Regions from separate parts of the Danio rerio genome. Here region 2 is linked to region 1. Evidence: chromatin contacts called from public Micro-C data. All regions are on one chromosome and are shown on one strand. Each heading gives the region's core, a stretch centred on a gene start, on an enhancer-like site or on the middle of the called end of the contact. The rest is flanking DNA. Distances are from core to core; before and after follow the strand shown. Region 1 holds the start of sh3gl3a (SH3-domain GRB2-like 3a). Region 2 overlaps saa (serum amyloid A).

Region 1 (6,465 bases), core at 1,757-4,256:
TATTTTTCAACTGTTCAGCCAATAGGCTTTTTCTGTTTGACCAGTCCAGCATCACAGAGCTGATTCCTGACTGCCTGTGTTTCCACTATATTATTTGAGTGACTGTTTCCCTACTGCTTATAGAGCAGAGTTTTGATCCACTTCTGTTTAATAAATCTTCTTGAACGTCTCCCTTGCACCTGCAGACACTGAATGCTAAGAATGAAACGTAAAAGGGTAAGTTCACATGCCCTACCGTACAGGTGCAGTTCACTGTCAGAATGCAGTTGTTTTGCTTGTTGTCTACTTCCCTTGTCTTTGGCTAGGCAGAACCTCAGTTTTTACCACTACATGAATCTGGTAATCATGGATCCTTATTTCTTGCACATGACCACACAGAACAAAACTGTTGGCATCCAAAGACTTGTACAGTAGGCCTTTAACTCCTCTCTTGTAAAATCACTCTGAGTTTCAGTGAGATAGTTGTGTATTTGGGGCTGGATGCTTGGGCATTTCGTCTTATCCAATATCCATTGGGAGGGTGCTATCGCAAATAGACCTATCAGATGAACGCCGCTCACTTTAACGTTCATTTTGCCACATAACTGTGCTTATCACTGGGTGACAAGCTGTTATGATACACTGAACACATTATGTAAATAATATATATAATATGTAATCAATATAACTTATTTCTAAGACAACAACAAACTCTGTAGATACTGCATCAGATGTCATTTCATCGCTGTAAATACTAGCGATCCCGTTTTTGTTCTGCAACCTCACCGCCTTGGCATCCTGAATGTAACAAACCGATAATTCGTCTATATGCACACAGACTTTTAATTTCAATCAGCCAACCCAAGTTGAACTGACTTAGCATTACAAAATCACCAAGTTTAAGATCTGATTTCTTTACAAATCAGCAATCTTCGCTGCCTGATAGATATACAATATAAAGTGGGTCTCAGGCTGGACAAGAAGCACTGCATTGAATTCAAATTTTTCCCCGCCATGTCTTTAAAATAGAATCATTTATTTTACCACAGTATATTGAATGGACTTTCTGCCTGTTCATCCTGACAGCCTAATGGTTATGCAGGAATGGGCAAACCGGATCCTGGAGGGCCGGTGTCCTGTAATGTTTTGCTCCAACCCTAATCAAACACACCTGCCTGCAGCTTTCTAGTAATCTTGAAGACACTGATTAGTGTTTTCAGGTGTTTTATTAGTGTTTGAGCAAAAGTCTGCAGGGACACCGGCCCTCCAGAATCAAGTTTGCCCATGCCTGGGTTACACAGTCTTTCTTCTTATTTTAGGCTTAAACAACTAAATAAATCCTGAAGTCTACTTAAATCAATGTGTTTTAATTACAGTACATTACAACATTGATGCTGTAGAAGCAACCATGTAAAAGAAAAAAAAAACATGTTTAACAATTATGTTGTCACATTAAATGTTCTCTGGAAGTTTATTATTGGCTGAAAAACACTAGCTCTGCATAGAGTCCCATTGAAGGCTTATTTATTCAGCTTTCATGTGCCCTATAAAGTTTAATTTTAAAATCTAAACCTATGACTGTGGTTTTGTGATACAGGGTCACATTTATGAAGATATAGATGAAAAGGCATAGATGACAAATGGATGGACAGATGGATGATGAATGGATGGACAGATGGATGATGAATGGATGGACAGATGGATGGATAAATGGATGGGTAGATGGACGGATGGATAGATGGATGATGAATGGATGGACGGATGGATGAATGGATGGATGGATGGATGTATGATGAATGGATGGGCGGATGGATGAATGGATGGATGGATGGATGAATGATGAATGGATGGGCGGATGGATGGATAGATGGATTGATGGATGATGAAAGGACGAATTGATGGACGGATGAATGGATGGATAGATGGATAGATGGATGAAGAATGGATGGACGGATGGATGGATGAATGATGCATGATGGATGGATGGATGGATGGATGATGAATGGATGGATGGATGAATGAATGGATGGATGGATAGATGATAGATGGATGGATGGATGGATGGATGGATGGATGGATGGATGGATGGATGGATGGATGGATAGATGGATAGATGGACAGACAGATGGATGGATGGAAAGATGATGGATGGATGAATGATAGATGTATGGACAAATGGATGGATGGATGGATGGATGGATGGATGGATGGATAGATGGATGGAGATGGATGTACAGATGGACAGATAAAGGATAGATAGATAGATAGATAGATAGATAGATAGATAGATAGATAGATAGATAGATAGATAGATAGATAGATAGATAGATAGATAGATAGATAATGAAGTAATTGTGTTAAATGAGGGGATCAGCTGTCTGGTTTTCACTGGTGGTCTGGACACCACAACAATAGATTTATTTGCATAGAAGGAACAGCGTGTTCCTTCTAGGAACAGTATTGCGACTGAAGAGCTGCCAGGGGGCAGCAGAGGACTCTATAAATGTCCTGTGGATACTTCACACACACACCACACACACACACACACACACACACACACACACACACACACACACACACACAGTTTCACACACATTTATATCCCGCTATTTTGCTCCTCACAAAATCGCAAACATTTACACGACACTCTGGACTCTGGATCAAGGTCTAAAAAGTGCGTTGGAGAGTCGCCATCTGTTTCCCGGATGGATGTTCGAGCTCTCGCATTTCCAGAGAATCTCCCTCGTGTTCCTGCCAAAGCCTTGATATATAGTGTTTTTTTTATTAAGAAAAAATACAAACAATACAAACACGCCGAACAATATGTCATGGATAAAAATAGCCTAATAAAAACCAAAATAAACAAAACGGGTAGATAAATAAATCATCACTCATTAAAGCAAAAGGTTAAAGACGTCTATCCACAGTAAAGGGGTTCTCCGAGATGCTGCCGTGACGTATGCGGCTCTCCGCCAATCAGAATCCTCGAAACAAACATAACCGACCAGCAGCACTTGTCAGTGAGGAAAGAAGAAAACCCACCGCGAAATGCAGGACCATCTTCCCCCAGCGGCGGTGAAATAACCCGAAAGCGATTCATACATCTGTTTTTATGCGCTTGGGAAGGATTATATCAGCATTTTTGGCCCCTCGAACGTTTTCTTTTCGCCTTATTTCGTGTTTCGGCTTGTTTTAAGGATGTCGGTGGCGGGGTTTAAGAAGCAGCTGCACAAAGCGAGTCAGGTAAGGAGACGCCCGAATCGTGCTGTTTATGTTTTAAAACCCGAGTTTTAGAGGCTTTAACTGGTGGATTTGCAGAAAGAGCTCGTGTATTGTGTTGGCTGAAGTGTTCTGCTGGGCTTTTGTGTTTTAAGAGGCCCGTTAGAGCGGCTGAACCGCCTCAGAGCCGCTTCACTTCTCATCTGAATATTTCCTTCAACTTTGCTACATTTCCCTCAGCGCTTTTGTTTATATATCTCGCTTCGTTGTGACGTAACTACGCGTTGTTGCACACACGCTTTTTGTAAATAAATGTATAAATAGCTTTATTTTTTTGTACTAGACTGCGTTTTCGACCTTTTTTTGGTAACGATGTAAACTTTAAGAATTAAAATACAACTAGTAATGAATAAAATCCTGATAAATGTACAAAACAATGTTGCACAAACATTTATTTTTGTAAATAAACATTTATTTTTGTAAATAAATGTACTATACTGCGTTTTTAGACAACTTGTAGCAATTTTAAAACAATAAGAATTAAAATACAAATGTTTTTAGGTGTCTGATTGAATAAAATCCAGATAAATGTACCAAAAATACATGTTGCACTCACCCTTTTTTTGTAAATAAATGTATAAATAGGTTTATTTTTGTAAATAATGTACTAACTTGTACTGCGTTTTTCAACCATTCAATGATAAAAACATTGAGAATTAGAATACAAATGTTTCCAGGTGTCTGAATGAATAAAATTCTGATAAATGTAGAAAATACATGTTGCACACACATTGTTTTGTAAATAAATGTGTTAAACTACGTTTTTCGACCACTTGTAGTAACGATAAAAACATTAAGCATTAAAATACAAATTTTTCCAGGTGTGTGAATGAATAAAATCCTGATAATCATGCAAAAATACATGTTGTACACACGTTTTTTTGTAAATAAATGTACTATACTATGGTTTTTGACAATTTGTAGTAACAATAAAACATTAAGACTTAAAATGCAACTGTTTCCAGGCGTCTGAATGAATAAAATCCTGATAAACGTACAAAAATGTTGCACCCACAATATTGTTTTTGTAAGTAAATGTACTATACTACGTTTTTAAACCATTCGTAGTTACGATAAAAAACAATAAGAATTAAAATACAACTGTTTCCAGGTGTTTGAATGAATGAAATCACAATAAACGTTCAAAAAACACATGTTGCACACACATTTTTTGTAAATTAATGTCATTAAGAAATAAAATACAAGTGTTTACAGGTGTCTGAATGAATAAAATAATGATAAATGTACAAAAATATACTGTTTCCAGGTGTTTGAATTAATAAAATTATAATAAACGTACAAAAAATACAAGTTGCACACACATTTTTTTGTAAATAAGTGTACTATACTGCATTTTTCGACAATTTGTAGTAACAATAAAACATAAAGAAATAAAATACAAATGTTTCCAGGTGTCTGAATGAATAAAATCCTGATAAACGTACAAAAAATGTTGCACCCACAATATTGTTTTTGTAAATAAATGTAATATACTGCGTTTTTTGAAAACTTGTATTTACTATAAAAATATTGAGAATAAGAATACAAATTATAATGAATAAAATCCTGATAAACATACCAAAAATACATGTTGCACACCCATTTTTGTAAACCAATTTACTATACAGCGTTTTTCGACAATTTGTAGTAACGATAAAAACATTAAGACTTCTATGTTTCCAGGTGTCTGAATGAATAAAATCCTGATAAACGTACAAAAAATGTTGCACCCACAATATTGTTTTTGTAAATAAATGTACTATACTGCATTTTTTGATCATTCGTAGTAACGATAAAAACATTAAGAATTAAAATACAGCTGTTTCCTGGCGTCTAAATGAATAAAATCCTGATAAAAGTACAAAAATACAGGTTGCATACATTTTATCGCATTGTACTGCGATGGCTGCTTAAATGATAGTTGTGATTGTGTTCATTAATTTGTATTATTACTTTTATATATATTATTCATCAGTTATCATAATCATGTTCTTCAACATGGGGGATGCCCATTAAAAGTGTGGAGGCGTTATCATGTTGCATGATGTTGTCATTTTTGGTTAAGATAACAGTATTAATATGATGTCACTTGTGACCAGGAGATCTGTGATAAACAAATTTGACTTTTACTCCCTAAAACCTACTAAGAAGTTGCTAGCTCTTTAAATTTTTTGTGTGAATGTATATCTCTGTATATGTTTATTATCAGTTTAGAGTAATTATTTTAATCAGTATATTTTAAATAACATATTTTTTTAATTATGATTTATATTTGAATTAACAATTTCATGTTTTAGGTATCTGAATGAATAAAATCATGATAAATGCACACAAATATTAGACAAATAGACAAATATTTAATGCATATCTAATGTTCTTAAAATATAACTGTATGTTAATAATATATTTAATAATATTTTTTTATTAGTGAGACAAAAACAGATGTCATTAAAACCCCAACTGTTTTCATATTCTGAATAATTCATCCAAAAAATAATTGATTTATTTAGTTTTTTCATCCTTGCGAATGTCATCAATGTCAACTGGATCTTCTATAGTGAAACTTGTTGCATTTAGTCTGATTAAAGAATACAATCTCGCGTCCATCTGCGTATCTAACTGGAATGAAGAAAATATTTTCTGTTTCCTTGCTACTTCAGTTATTTAAAATAATATTTTTTCTGACACATCAAACTATGAAGCCCAGCTGTTTTGTCAAAGACAGCATATTTTACCAGCTGGCAGGCAGACAGACACATTCAGACTCTTTGTTTTGCACTTTCACTTCTGCATGTGAAGTCTTCTTTGTTCAGCCATTCTGAATTTAGCATCCGCTTTCAGTGGAGGATGTGTTTGTTATGGAGAGCTGTCAGATCGCTCTTTACCTGATTAATGTTTTGCAATAACTTGGGCAGCAGGTGGTTTAGGGCTTTAATAGTTGGATCAGATCTTGCTACCTCAACCGCACACGTCAAATTATAGAGGTCACAATTTAATTCCTGTTATTTGCAACTCCGGTTACCAAAATGAATGCAGTGGATAAGGCTTCACAGTCTGCATAACTATTAATTAACATTATATGCATAATTAGGCAGACGGGTTCAAAATCTGTTGATTGTTATGCACAAAAAATGAAACTAGGGAATCAGATTAATGTTAAATTAATAATTAGATTTTTTACATCTACAATTATGCTTTTTTTTTTGT
Region 2 (6,465 bases), core at 2,100-4,599, 48 kb before region 1:
ATGGAAATATATTACTTGTATCGCATGTCTTTGCTTTTATTTACAACACGACTTAAATCAGCCTTTCAGCTTGATAGTCAGACTCGCTCCTGTTTGTCCTCAATCTGGCAACCTGCGCTTGCGTGTTTTGATTAAGGAATACAATACCTAGTTCAACCACTAGGTGTCAAACTTGCATACTGCACCTTTAAACTAAGTGCTAAATTCTGTGCACTAATATACATGAAAGTGTAAAGCCTTTACAGATAGCCTACAATGAACGTGGAAAGTTGATGCTTATTTAACAATGAATTTATTTACTGTGAATTTTGTCGTATTTTTAACATTGCTGATAATTGAATATTAATTAGATCTCGTTATACTGTTGTCTTGCTGCCAGCCAATTGCTTCATTCTTTCATTGATGGTACACCGCAAACACAAGCACATGCAGTAAACTCAGATCAATCCATCCAGATATTTTCATCTGATTGTGCTGATTCTTTTGAAAGGTGTATTTTGTGTCGTGTGCTGCCATGGTTTGCTCCAATAATTCTGAGCATTTGTTGGTTTAAAGTGAATGTTGTATTGTTGGTCCTGTAATCATGCAAGTTGTCCCCTTTTTTTTCAACAGCGGAGGAGAAGAAAGAAGAGAAGAAAGAGGAGTCTGAGGAATCCGATGATGACATGGGATTCGGACTCTTTGACTAAACTCTCTCCTCGGGACCAAAATAAAGTTTATTACAAAATGATTTTCGCCTCCTTGGGTCATTTCAGAGATGTTCAAATGAAGGTCATGTCATATTAGTGATGGAAATTTGTACTTTAAGATCTCACACACCAGAGTCACATATTACTGTTATTGTCTAAAATGTGTGAAGGAGCTTTATTAAACTTGTCTTAGTGATTTTTGAAGTTTTTAAAAACGCTGAACTTTAATGTTGCCTCACTTTTTTTTTTTTTTCTTTTTTTTTTTTATATTGGCATTCTGTTCATGATCATCAATAATTTTAGAGCAGGCATGTCCAAGTCACAGTTTAATTGCAACTCTGCTCCAACACACTTACCTGTAGGTTTTAAACAAGCATCAAGGAGATCCGGCGTGTTTCTGTGGTTGGAACTGAACTGCAGAGCTGCGGCCCTCCAGGAACTAACTTTGACATCTGGGTTTTAAAGGATCATTTTTATAAACATCACACGGGTAAAAATTCAGCTACTTTGATACCACATTAGCAGGGTTAGTCATTTTTTAATCGCTGCACTGCATATTTTGAAGGCCCAACATTTGCTTTAAATAATCGCAGAGGCTGTGGATTAAAGAAATTGCCATTCACCAACCACTACTATTGACTTAAACCATTCTTAAAAATATTCTTGTCATTCTTGTTCATGCTTGGTCATTACTAGCTTAGCATATCATCATCGAGTCAGATGTGACCATAAGCATTTAGTAAAAAAAAAAAATTTTTTTTCTATTTGAAGCTGAAGGTCTCTAGTAACAGTGTAAGACTGACAAGAAATAAAAGGTTTCTGCTTTCAATGTAACAATGGAATTGTGGTGGTGTTCTTGTCGAGAAAATCTCAAAAAAAAAAAAAAAAAAAAGCTAAGCTGGTCGAACAGCCTGGTTTTAGTGGGGTTTTGGTCATTTCCAACCTAGCTGGGAAGTGACCAGCTATGTCCAGTTTAAACCAGGCTGGTCAAATTGGTTTTAGCTGATCATCTTCAGCTAAACTAGAGATCACGCTGAGCCAAAACCCCTCTAAAATTACGCTGGTCGACCAACCAACAAGTAATGCTTGTTTAAGCTTTTACGGTTTTCCAGCAAGGATAGGTATTGATTTTGTAAACCAGGAAAACTTTTTTTTATCCAGACGAAAGACTGAATCTTTAATGATTTACTGAAAAACAAAAACTTTGACTGAGGATTAGTGAATTAAACAGCAAATATTCATTTTTGGTGAGCTATTCCTTTAATTTCAGCATCCTCTGTCAGTCAGCCAAGACTTCTAAAGCTTTAATAAAAGTATTGTTCGTTTAGTCATAACAAGAGTTTCACGGTTGTAATGATATACCATGAACACAGTTATTGTGATGTTTCCTGTGTTGCACGTCCATTTTAGTGTAGTTGGATGTTCTAGACCAACTTCAGTTTTTTAACTGGGTTCCAAGTGGATACAAGAAGACAGCTATACTGAAGATTTTATATTAGAAACTGGAGAAAATTGTCAAATTCTGCTTGTAGTGCATCCGAATCAATTGATTTATCAGCTTCTGAATCCCATTGGGAAACAATTATAAAACTGATGCTTCTAGGATGAACAATGTGTGTATTCAGGACGAAACTAGCTAAATGACTTGTAGACTAGATTGTGAATACTTCTAGTTTTGCTTTTATATTGACTTTTTTTCTGTTGGTTGTACTCCCAGATGTTAAAAACAGTGGGAATTCCAGATGCCTGCACCAGCACGTCCCCAACGCTTGCCAACCCATCATTCAATTGGATGCAATAGAAATATACATATATATTTTGATATTATACCAATATTATTTAACATGAGACGGCTTCACCCTGGAATTACAGGCTATACAGTAGCTATTCAACATTTTAGGTGGATCAAAATGGTTGTTCAAAATTGTCCTAAGACAAGAATGGGTGTTGTTCAGTAGTTTTAGGACAACTTTGATGAAAGGTTTTGATCTTTAAATGTTGTTGACTAATGTAATAACACGTCTAAGCCATAGCGACCCCTGCTGAAAATTCAATATAGCTAAACCCTCACAGAGTAACAGTTTTAATGGTTATAATGGGAATTGTATGGGTTTTAATGGAAACTGTAATGCTTCCTGTGGGTCTCAAATGGCAACTTGCTGTCTTCCATTGGTGGCCTGTTATAAGCGTTTAATCCTAATGGAGTAAATCCCCAAAACCCACATTAAAATGTGCTGTTTTTATTGGTTAACATTTGATGGTTTGCAATGCCTTTATGGTATTTGCTGTAGAATATATAAGAATGTCTTTGATGGTTTCTATACTGTCGGCCTATATATTTTAATAGAACAGGAGCATATGCACATTAAAAACACGTCAAATGCCACATGTGCTGGTGCATGACAGCATTAAACACACATAGGCCTGTAGGCAGGGGTGTCAAACTCAATTCCTGGAGGGCCGAAGCCCTGCACAGTTTAGTTCCAACCCTGCTCCAACACACTTACCTGTAGGTTTCAAACAAGCCTGAAGGACTCAATTAGTTTGATCAGGTGTGTTTAATTAGGGTTGGAACTAAACTGTGCTGAGCTGCGGCCCTTTTGGAACCGAGTTTGACACCTGTGATCTACGGATATCAATGTGGAGGACAGTTGCTTGTGTGACCGGAAGGAGGCGCTCCGGCATAAACAGTGAGTGAGTGAGTGAGTGACGTGAATGAAAACAGACGAAGTTTTACACAAATTTCGACATTTTTTGACAGACATTTTGATTATATTTTATTATCTCACAAGTTCTCATAATTACATAACACCACGTATTGAACTACAGCAAAACTACCCAGAGAGATGAGGTTAACGTTAGTCGTGAGGTGAGTCGTTTATTTCTATTATCACACAGATAAAGTTAGCGTTACATATAAAACCATGAAAGTAAACTGAGTAAGTTAATTTGAGTTAAACAATTGTTACTGTAAATTCAACATGGTTTTGTTATAATAACTATTATTTAATCATGTTATATTAGTAAAACTGTAACCAGTCCACACCTGGCAGCTACTAATTGCTGGCTAAGTTACTAATATTAACGTTATAGCCTAACTGTTATATCCATAGTTTTTATGACATACGCAAGAAAAGAGTTTCCTCTATAAAATACAATTGATAAAACGTTTTTTTTTTCTCTTCAATATAAAGTTTAATAAATTAAAGTAACGTTAACATAAAATATTACATTTTGATTTTGTAAATTTCCTTAATGGCAGCATTCAAGAAAAAATACTAGACTAAGGTTGTATTCTTTAATAATAAGACTTTTAAAAGACATTATATGGAACACATTATATCACCTCAACTTCAATATTAAAAATCAAACAAATATGTGAAAGATGTATTATTTGCATAAAGAATTAAAGAAAAAAACATTAAGACATAAGAAAAGCAGAAACACGTGACTTATGTTGTTTTCTTTATTAAGACTTAAAAACATTAAATTCACCAAATAACAACACTTTAACTTCAATATAACATATTAAGAATAAAACAAATATGTCAAAGAAAGGTGTACAGTAATATTTGCATACATGGAGATTTGAAGAAAATAACCATCAATATATAAAGTGAGTGAAATGGCTTAATATTTGTCATGCAAACTACTGCTTTAGTTGATGATTTAAGTCTTCTGGGGGTCATCTTCTCAGTACTTTATGGGCAGGCCTTTAGGTCTGTATTTGTTGGGGTCTCCGCCGTTTCGGCCCCAGAGATTGGCCTCCTGATCGGCTGCAGCATCTGAATTGCCTCTGCGAATGAGACCTTGCAGAGCCTCCCGTCCATCACTGAACACATCACAACAAGGTTTGACAATGATTTCCTACAATATTGTGCAACGATTCATCAAATATATTTAAAACGGCTTAATAAAGGGCGACACGGTGGTGCAGTAGGTAGTGCTGTCGCCTCACAGCAAGAAGGTCGCTGGTTTGAGCCTCGGCTGGGTCAGTTGGCCTTTCTGCGTGGAGTTTGCATGTTCTCCCTGTGTTTGTGTGGGTTTCCTCCAGGTACTCGAAATAGCAACACGCCAGTAATGTGCTTCAACACGCCTCCTTTTTTTTAGACCAAAACGCCTATGGGCGCACATATGAGTGCAAATGCATTTGCTATTTAAACAGCGTGGTGCAAAACATCAAAACGACTCTTGCGCCTAGCTGAAACTAGCAAACAACAATTGCGTTGAGCAATGCACCGCATAGCGCCGGGTGTATGATAGGACCCCTGATCTCACTTCTGTCTGGCTCCAGAATAATAATTTTTTTTTGCTAAAATGTAACGTTTTGCTAGCTGGGTCAGTTGGCGTTTCTGTGTGGAGTTTGTATGTTCTCCCTGTGTTGGTGTGGGTTTCCTCCAGGTGCTTCGGTTTCCCCCACAAGTCCAAAAACATGCGGTATAGATGAATTGGGTTAGCTTAATTGACCGTAGTGTATGTGTGTGAATAAGGCCCCGTTTACACTAGTGCGTTTTAGTTTTAAAACAGCGTTTTAGATAAAAAATGATCCACACTAGCGTTTCACCTAGCATCTCTGAACATATCTCCGTCCACACTACGCCACCAAAAACGTATATCACGTGACTATTTGCGCACTCTGGGCATGCGCATTCTAGTATAAACAGAAAGCATGTGTCTCGCTCGGCATTTAGTTATTGTTTGTCAACAACTGCGGGTTGTACATTAAACACGATGGCAAAGAATGCAAGAGAGGTATTTTTGTGGACAAACGACAAGGTCGAGTTGTTACTAAACGTAGCAAATGAATAACTGCACAATGGCGCCTAAAACAGACAATAGTGCAAACAACGCTCCCATTTCTGTGTCCATGTTGTTGTTTACAGTACTGTCTTCCGGTAGCGTTAAATCCATGTCTTATAGTCGTGTGATAGGGGCTTGACGAATAAGGGAAGGATACGCAATGACACAAAAGCCCCAATCAGGTAGCGAATCGCAGCAGTCCCGCCTCCGTTTTCCGATGTCTCTGTTTTTCCTCACTGAAACGGAGCAGCAGCGTTTTAGAATGAAAATGGCCTCTCCAGCGTTTTCAAAACGCTCGGTTTTCGGCGCTCGAGAACTCCGGCGTAGTGTGGACGGATGGCGTAATCGTAGCAAAACTTATGCGTTTTAAAACGAAAACGCATTAGTGTAAACGGGGCCTAAGATTGTATGGATGTTTCTCAAGACTGGGTTGCAGCTGGAAGGGCATCTACTGCGTAAAACATATGCTGGGACTAAAGGGACTAAGCCGAAAAGAAAATGAATCAATGAATAAAAATTCTTGGTCTGAGGAATATAGTTGTCGGGTTTAATCAAACATTATCAACCTGATAACTTTGGCTGCCCAATAGCCCCCAGGACCCCGCTGTGCAGCTTCATAGTTCCCGCGTGCATGGAAATACTTGTCCGAGTTCTTCCAATTGGCCTCTTTCATATGCTGGTAGGCACGCCACATGTCCTTTGCACCTTCAAAAATAGAGTAAAAAAAGTTAATTAAAGGGATAGTTCACCCAAAAATGAAAAATTCTGCCATCATCATAATACTCACTCACCCTTGACTTGTTTAAAATCGAGACATTAATCTTTTACTTGTCTATAAAATTTTAGCAAGATATTTACTGATTGGATGTTATGCATTACTTTGATGTTTGTCCATAAAAGTGTTATGCAGCACATGTTTTTTTTTCTGTTTGGTTTATGTACAAAGCACTCAGTCAAAAACAAAACCTTTATATAA

What was found. Hi-C and Micro-C count contacts between places; a contact is called where the count stands out from the background.
Region 2: a Micro-C map of caudal fin shows a contact between it and region 1, with 15 times the contacts expected there. The contact joins the enhancer-like site here to the promoter of sh3gl3a in region 1. A contact is called at or near these places in 3 of 18 Hi-C or Micro-C datasets (caudal fin, embryo and hematopoietic stem cells).

Annotation. Positions count from the first base shown.
Region 1 is chr7:12,870,973-12,877,437 of GRCz12tu, reverse strand. It overlaps sh3gl3a (SH3-domain GRB2-like 3a), which reads left to right and starts at 3,006. Exons shown (of 9, transcript NM_001081691.2): 1 at 3,006-3,222. The coding sequence starts at 3,178.
Region 2 is chr7:12,919,350-12,925,814 of GRCz12tu, reverse strand. saa (serum amyloid A) reads right to left here. Exons shown (of 4, transcript NM_001005599.2): 3 at 6,056-6,194; 4 at 4,142-4,521. The coding sequence ends at 4,383. rplp2b (ribosomal protein, large P2 b) reads left to right here. Exons shown (of 5, transcript NM_001100436.2): 5 at 613-730. The coding sequence ends at 689. Among named protein-coding and RNA genes, the nearest start is that of saa, 6.8 kb to the right of the region's middle. Within about 2 kb of position 3,349, at least 4 of the 62 cell types and tissues checked have an H3K27ac peak or open chromatin away from gene starts, as enhancers often do. A contact at or near this core is called in caudal fin, where this site is marked.